Linked DNA regions of Hordeum vulgare: region 2 is linked to region 1. Evidence: chromatin contacts called from public Hi-C data. All regions are on one chromosome and are shown on one strand. Each heading gives the region's core, a stretch centred on a gene start, on an enhancer-like site or on the middle of the called end of the contact. The rest is flanking DNA. Distances are from core to core; before and after follow the strand shown.

Evidence for each region. Hi-C and Micro-C count contacts between places; a contact is called where the count stands out from the background.
Region 2: a contact with region 1 is called in a Hi-C map of leaf, with 7 times the contacts expected there. The contact joins the promoter of LOC123403406 here to the promoter of LOC123402893 in region 1. A contact is called at or near these places in 5 of 6 Hi-C or Micro-C datasets (leaf, seedling and an unstated tissue) and 1 of 1 datasets of contacts at active chromatin or transcription factors (embryo).

Annotation. Positions count from the first base shown.
Region 1 is chr6H:324,009,968-324,013,124 of MorexV3_pseudomolecules_assembly, reverse strand. It overlaps LOC123402893, which reads left to right and starts at 1,518. Exons shown (of 5, transcript XM_045096860.1): 1 at 1,518-1,814. The coding sequence starts at 1,733.
Region 2 is chr6H:324,609,615-324,612,771 of MorexV3_pseudomolecules_assembly, reverse strand. It overlaps LOC123403406 (copper methylamine oxidase-like), which reads left to right and starts at 1,442. Exons shown (of 12, transcript XM_045097341.1): 1 at 1,442-1,910. The coding sequence starts at 1,775.

The DNA.
Region 1 (3,157 bases), core at 269-2,768:
CTAAACATATTAGGGTTCCTCTATGTCTCAAAGAATAATGGTTTTACTTAGACATGTAGACAACACACATCAAAGGGATAATGATGGTAATCATGGATGATCAGTAAAAGTAATACACATACGAATTCTTATAGGGTTCAATATTACAAAGAGTTAAATATGGGGCGGTGTCGATGATGGTTGATATCAGGGTCCCTTTGATCGAGTGCATGGCGTAGCGGAGACCTTCTATCTATTTCCCCTCCGAAAATTCACGGCCTGAAGTTCTTGGTTATGGTAGAGTTTTTGATCTCTCTGGAGCTCTCCTTCACGATCTGAAGCTACCATAGTAAATACTCAACCAAGGGGAGGCGACGCCACCATGTACAGGCTGGCGCACTCATACTAGGCATCGTCTTCTCTCGTGGAAGCGCAATTACAGATATGCTTCATTTGATCACTACTTCATATTATAGGTTCAATCATGCCAATCAATGTGATTTGTAGTACGAGTGTTCTCCCTCGTATCAGTAGTCATACCACATGAAAAATTATCCAAAAGGAGTCAACTGTGGGGCTAGAGCTGTTTTTTAACATTGCCCCGCCTCCCTCCCTCCCTCCCTCTCGCTATCTCTATCTCGCTAATCCATCAAAACATCTAATTCCTCACCGGTTTTGTTCATTTGAGTTGAGAAGTCTTCTAGTGAGTAAGTTTCTTTCTAGATCCGTGATTTTTTTATCCATGGATATTTTCTCGCATTTTGGATTTAGGATAGTTTGGTATTTTTTCGATCCCACATTGATTTTAGACATTAGTATTCATAGTTCTCACGTCCAATTGTTCGTTTTTGGATGCATGAACTTTTTTGCCACATAAATTCATGGAATTTCATCGTTTTTCCAGAGAAGATGAATTGGATTTTTTGGCAAGAACAATGGGAAGGGCACCACAGAGGGAGCCTCGTGTGACTACTCCCGCAGCTCGTCCAAGCATCCATTTTTATGCAGGTTTAACCTTTCCAAATATTTTTTTTAAACATGGTTTTGAACATTTTTGAGTACGTGTTAATCATTTTTTTTTGTTGGCACAAAACATATTTTTAAACTATGTGAACAATTTTTACATTGTATAAGCATTTTTTATATGTCACAAACAAATGAAACGCGTGAACATGCTCTAAAGCGTAACATATATATTTAAATTGTATGGAACATTTTTTTAATTACACCACCATTTTTACATTGTATTTTAATTTTCAGAAATGCCACGTACTCCCTTCTTTTCTAAATATAAGTATTTTTAAAAATTTCACTAAAAGACTACATACGGATGTATATAGAGATACTTTAGAGTATGGATTTATTCATTTTGCTTCGTATGTAGTCCTTTAGTGAAATCTCTAAAAAGACTTATATTTAAGAACCGAGGAAGTACATTTTATTGAAATGCATAAAGATTTTTAAAATGTCACAAACCCGACATTTTTCTGATGCCGTGTACTGGGAGCGCTCCACGGGAGGGGGGAGGGGGACGTCATGCGTTATTGGACCGGCCCATCTACGTCGAGGGATTACGCAGAGCTGTTGACTTGGGTGTCTGGTCCGCAGTCCGCTAGCGGATCGATCCGTCCGACCACGGATTGATTCCCCTCCCTGGTCGCCTATCCGCTGACGGATCACGCCGGCTGGCCGCCCGCCCGCCCGCCCGCCGCCGCGAGACCCTGCCGGACTGCCGGTGGGCAGGTTTACTACGATGAGCCCTCCTCCGCCGTTGCGTCCGACTCCCACTTACAGCCTGCTTCTGCTGCTCTTCTTCTCGCTAACCGCATCGGCTGGTACGAGCAATCTCCCGCGCGCCTTCTCGTGATCCCATACGCTTATTCTTCTTTCCTTTGGTGTATTATATGTTGCTGTTAACGATGATATATGTGAGCTTTTTTAGTTATATCGCTGAGTGATTCTTGAATCTTGATGGGTTTTAGTGGATCCTTGGTGTGTTATGCGCTTAGTCGCTGGAATTGTTGTGTAGGTAGTTGGTCTCTCCGAATTTGTAGGTTTAATGAAGTTTGTGAGTTAAATCTTTATATTGCTGGAAAGTGGTTCAGAAATGACCATGATCTATGTGCATTTTAGGGCCGCATTCCCATCCATGACGAGCGATTGTATGAATTATCAGTTCATACAGCATAGGGCTGGAAGATCTGTTATCACCCATGTTTATATAACGTATAAATTTTGGGAAACTCTTACCTTCCACCGGCGGATCCAAATAAACTGTCCACCGCTTCCTCGTCCGTCGGATCTTACTCCATCTAACCCCGCGTCAAACGATTTTTGAAACTGGGGCACAGTTTCTGAAACTGGGCAGTTGTTTCAGAGAAACTGTCCAGTCCGTGCCTCCGCCCCGACGACCTCGCGTCGCCGGCCTGCCCCGCCGTGGTGCGCCGCCGCCGGCCGATCCTGCCGCCACCGGAGCCCCAGCCACCGGCGCTGGAGCCCCCAGCCATCGCCGTCGCGTTCCTGCCGCCGGCCGACTCGCGTCGGCCCTGCCTCCCCGCGCCAGACCGGATCCCGGCTGGGGTAGTGCTTCTGCAACCTGACTTTGTTTGCAAAAAATCCTGAAACTCGACCGTTGTTGCAAAAAATTCTTCCGTAAAAATACCTATGTTACAGATAGACGAAGAAAAAAAATTTCTGCAACAAGCAAATTGTTTCTGAAACTTGACCGTTGTTTCAGGAATTAACGGATTCAAAGTTTATTTCTTGCAACAAAGCGAAAGTTTCTGCAACTCGAGCGTCATTTCAGAAAATAACTACTGACCATGCGGCGGGATGCGGGCACGTTAGATCAAACGGCTGTTAGCTCGGGCATCCAACGGCTAGCTAGGTGACGGATTATTTTTAGAAATCATCCGGCGGACGCGTAACGTTCCCCATAAATTTTACAGTTAGAAGCATTGTTGTCCTATGCTTTACTAACGTCAGTTCTTGGCATTTCTGCTGATCACAAGACAGATGAACAAAGTACTTTCTGTGAACTCAGTAGCTTTAAGTTTTTGCTTGTATATGAGCCCTTTGGTTTTAGATTGAATGGGCGCTTCTTGGTAAGGTAGAATAGGAGGTTCGTCTTTATCTTGGTTGAATGAGGAAATGGGCATGAACCTATGTGATTTGCACC
Region 2 (3,157 bases), core at 193-2,692, 600 kb before region 1:
TTATCCATACATTTTTAACAGAGTTTCCGCCGCAAGGCATCATCTAGTAATAATAATAATAATAATAATAACAACAACAACAATAATAATAATAATAATAGTAATTATCTTTCATAATAATAAAGCGCGCACTGCTTCTGTCGTCCGTCGTCGGTCATCTTGTAGAAAAGTCCTCGCAGTTTTAGGTAATTAACCCGTAGTCCAATTTTAAGTCACAACGAACCGTTTTTTTGTCATTTTGCAGAAACGCCCTTATAGTTTTAGATAATCAACCCGCAATCCATCTTTTAGTCACAGCCGAACCGGTTTTTTGCATTTTTCAGAAAACTCCCCGACGTTTCAGGTAATCAACCCGCCCTCCCTATTTAAGTCAGCTGAAACGTTTTTTCGTTTTAACAAAAAAACCGACTTTTCAGTTAATCTATCCATATTTTATCTAAAACAAAATTATTCATATCTTTTAAACCGTAACTCTGATTTTAACATGTTATATATGAAATTTGATTGGAAAAATGTGAATCTAAATAAGATGTCATTTTTAGCTCTTGAATACTTCTTAAATATTATTTTTGATGCAAACTTAATCTGTAGTGCACAATCTTTTTTTTCTCTTTTTCCGACGACCATACGAATTGCAATAAACATCCATTGAATTAAAACCAAATTGAGAGGAAAGAAAACATTGTTAACCACACATGCACATCTTTGAAAAATCTCGTGGGGAGAAACAACATATTTCTTATCTTATTCCGAGTAACTGTACTTTTAAACGCGTTTTCGTTGTGTAAGCACTGAAACCATCGTCGGTAACACAAATGTGATGTCATGTGAAAATATATTGCGTTCAGAGCGTGTGTTATTTTTTATTTCGTTGCAACACACGGACCTTTTTGCTAGTAATAATAATATACTAATAATAAAACGGCTATTGCTTTCGTCGGAAAACCCACCACACCATTTTTATAAAAAAGCCCTTGTAATTTTTGTTATTCAACCCGCGCTTCAATTTCTCATTATGGTGAAATTAACAATGGACGGGTTGATTTTTCAACAAAATAGGATAGGACTAACTGCATTAGTTTGTTAGCTTATTATTTTAATAAATCAAAATAATTATAAAAAAATTAAAAGCATGTGGGTTTTTTTTTTCGTTACAACGCACGGGCTATTTTGCTATAATAATAATAAGGCACGCTATGGCACGAATAATGCTACACTTACAGGAAATAGCTACGCACTAAAGTTACGGACGCAACGTGGCTTCATTTAGTTGGAAGACTTAACGCATTTGTTCTAAACTTGAGTCCCGCAGTTGCATGGCTGCATGCCACCTCAGTCCGTAGGCCGAATCCGTAGGATTCATCCCGTAAGTATAGTATTATTCCTATGGCACCAAGCGAGCCCTTGCCTCCGGCCGTCATCACCGTGACGGTATCACCGGCAACCCAAAAAAACGAAGCACACCGGTGAAACTCCCACCAGAACCCCAAAACCCCTCCTCCGCTTCCCGTCTCTCCCCAGATTGCCCACTCGCGGCCGAGACGCCAGCCCCATTCCGCGGCGTGGAGCCCCGAATTCCCAATCTCAAAAAAACCCATCGCGCCTCGCGCACACGAGTGAGTAGAACTGTAGAAGCAGCCGAGGAGGAGGAAGCGGGTAAGGCCGTGGAGGAGGCGGAGGGGCCAGTGCTGGGTGTCCGATCGTTGCCACGAGAGGTAGAGGAGAATTGGAGGAGGGCGACGAGCGGGAACGATCAGGTAGCAAACCCTCTCCCATGGCTGTCTCCGAGGAAAAGGCGCAGGGATGCCGCAGCAGCGGCGCGGCCGCCACTCCCGTGACGCCCAACGGCGGCGCTGTGATAGAGGAGATCACGGATTCCCCGTCCACCACCGCTAAGGCCTCGTCCAAAGGTATATACAGTATGATCGGTAACCGCCATCGCCTCCCTCTGCTGTGTTGGTTGCTCTGCATCTGCTGTGCATTCACTTGGATCACGCTGCTACTCGTGTGCCCGTTGCTGGATTTGGTAATACGAGACATCTGATGCCCTGAATTTGTGATCATTTCTGAACTTGATGCGGGTTATCTTCCAGGAAATGTTAGGGGGGGGGGGGGGGGGGGGGCTGACGGGTGAAGTGCCTTGATACATTATAGAAGGTGTATGTATGTGCACTAATCTTCTGTTGATCGCGATCACCCTCATGAAATCCGATCCGTGCGTGAAAATACGTTGCATACGGTTGCTGTACTGATTCTCTTGGGCATGAACCGTACTACTTGAAACACGGATCTTAAAGTGGTAACAGAGTGTAGTTTGAATTTGCGTTGGGTCTGTGGTTGCGTTGTTGAAGCATTGCAAACAATGCCTGGTGGTAATTACTAGTTCAGATTTGTGTAATAACCCAAGGACAATGTTGTTTGTTTGCTCCAACACGCCGTAAATAACGTCGGTATAATAGCCCATGTAGAATGTTGCTGCAGACTGAGCACACTATATATTCTGCTAAATGAATAAATGATGGTGCTGGGATGGAAACATATTTTTTATTTTATAGATTCATCCTGTGATAGAGCAGTTAGTGTTTGGAATAGGGATATTCTGCTAAATGTTTACCCAGCATCTATCTACTTAGATAATCCTTGCAGTAATTACTAATTCTCTTTTCGCGATATGGCTAGGAAGAGGACTATCTGGATTGAGATAGTGATGTATTTTATGAAGGCATGGGAACCTTTTTGTCTATCGGAGATATGGCCATTATGGGAATACTAGAATGTTTTGCATGGAAGGTGGCACCAAATGATACACAGATGACTCAAACACATGCTGTGCAAATATCATATCAGTGTAGTCATGTGCAAATATCAAACACATGCTGTGCAAATTTCACTTGTTTCAACTATGTTTGGATTATCCCTCAAAAGACCCAAGCTCTAAATTTATTGGAGGGAATTGGTAATGTGCAACCGTTACTTGGATCTGATGATCAAATTAGGATATGCCATAATTAAACTATTATGCCAATGTAGTGAACAGAAAATGGCTTTTGCCTTGTGACTGGCATATTATTCTTCTCTTACATTGTCCTTGTTACCTTACTTCTTCGTTAACTTTGGACTGAGCAACTTGAAATTGGATATTGAGAGTTGAAAGGGG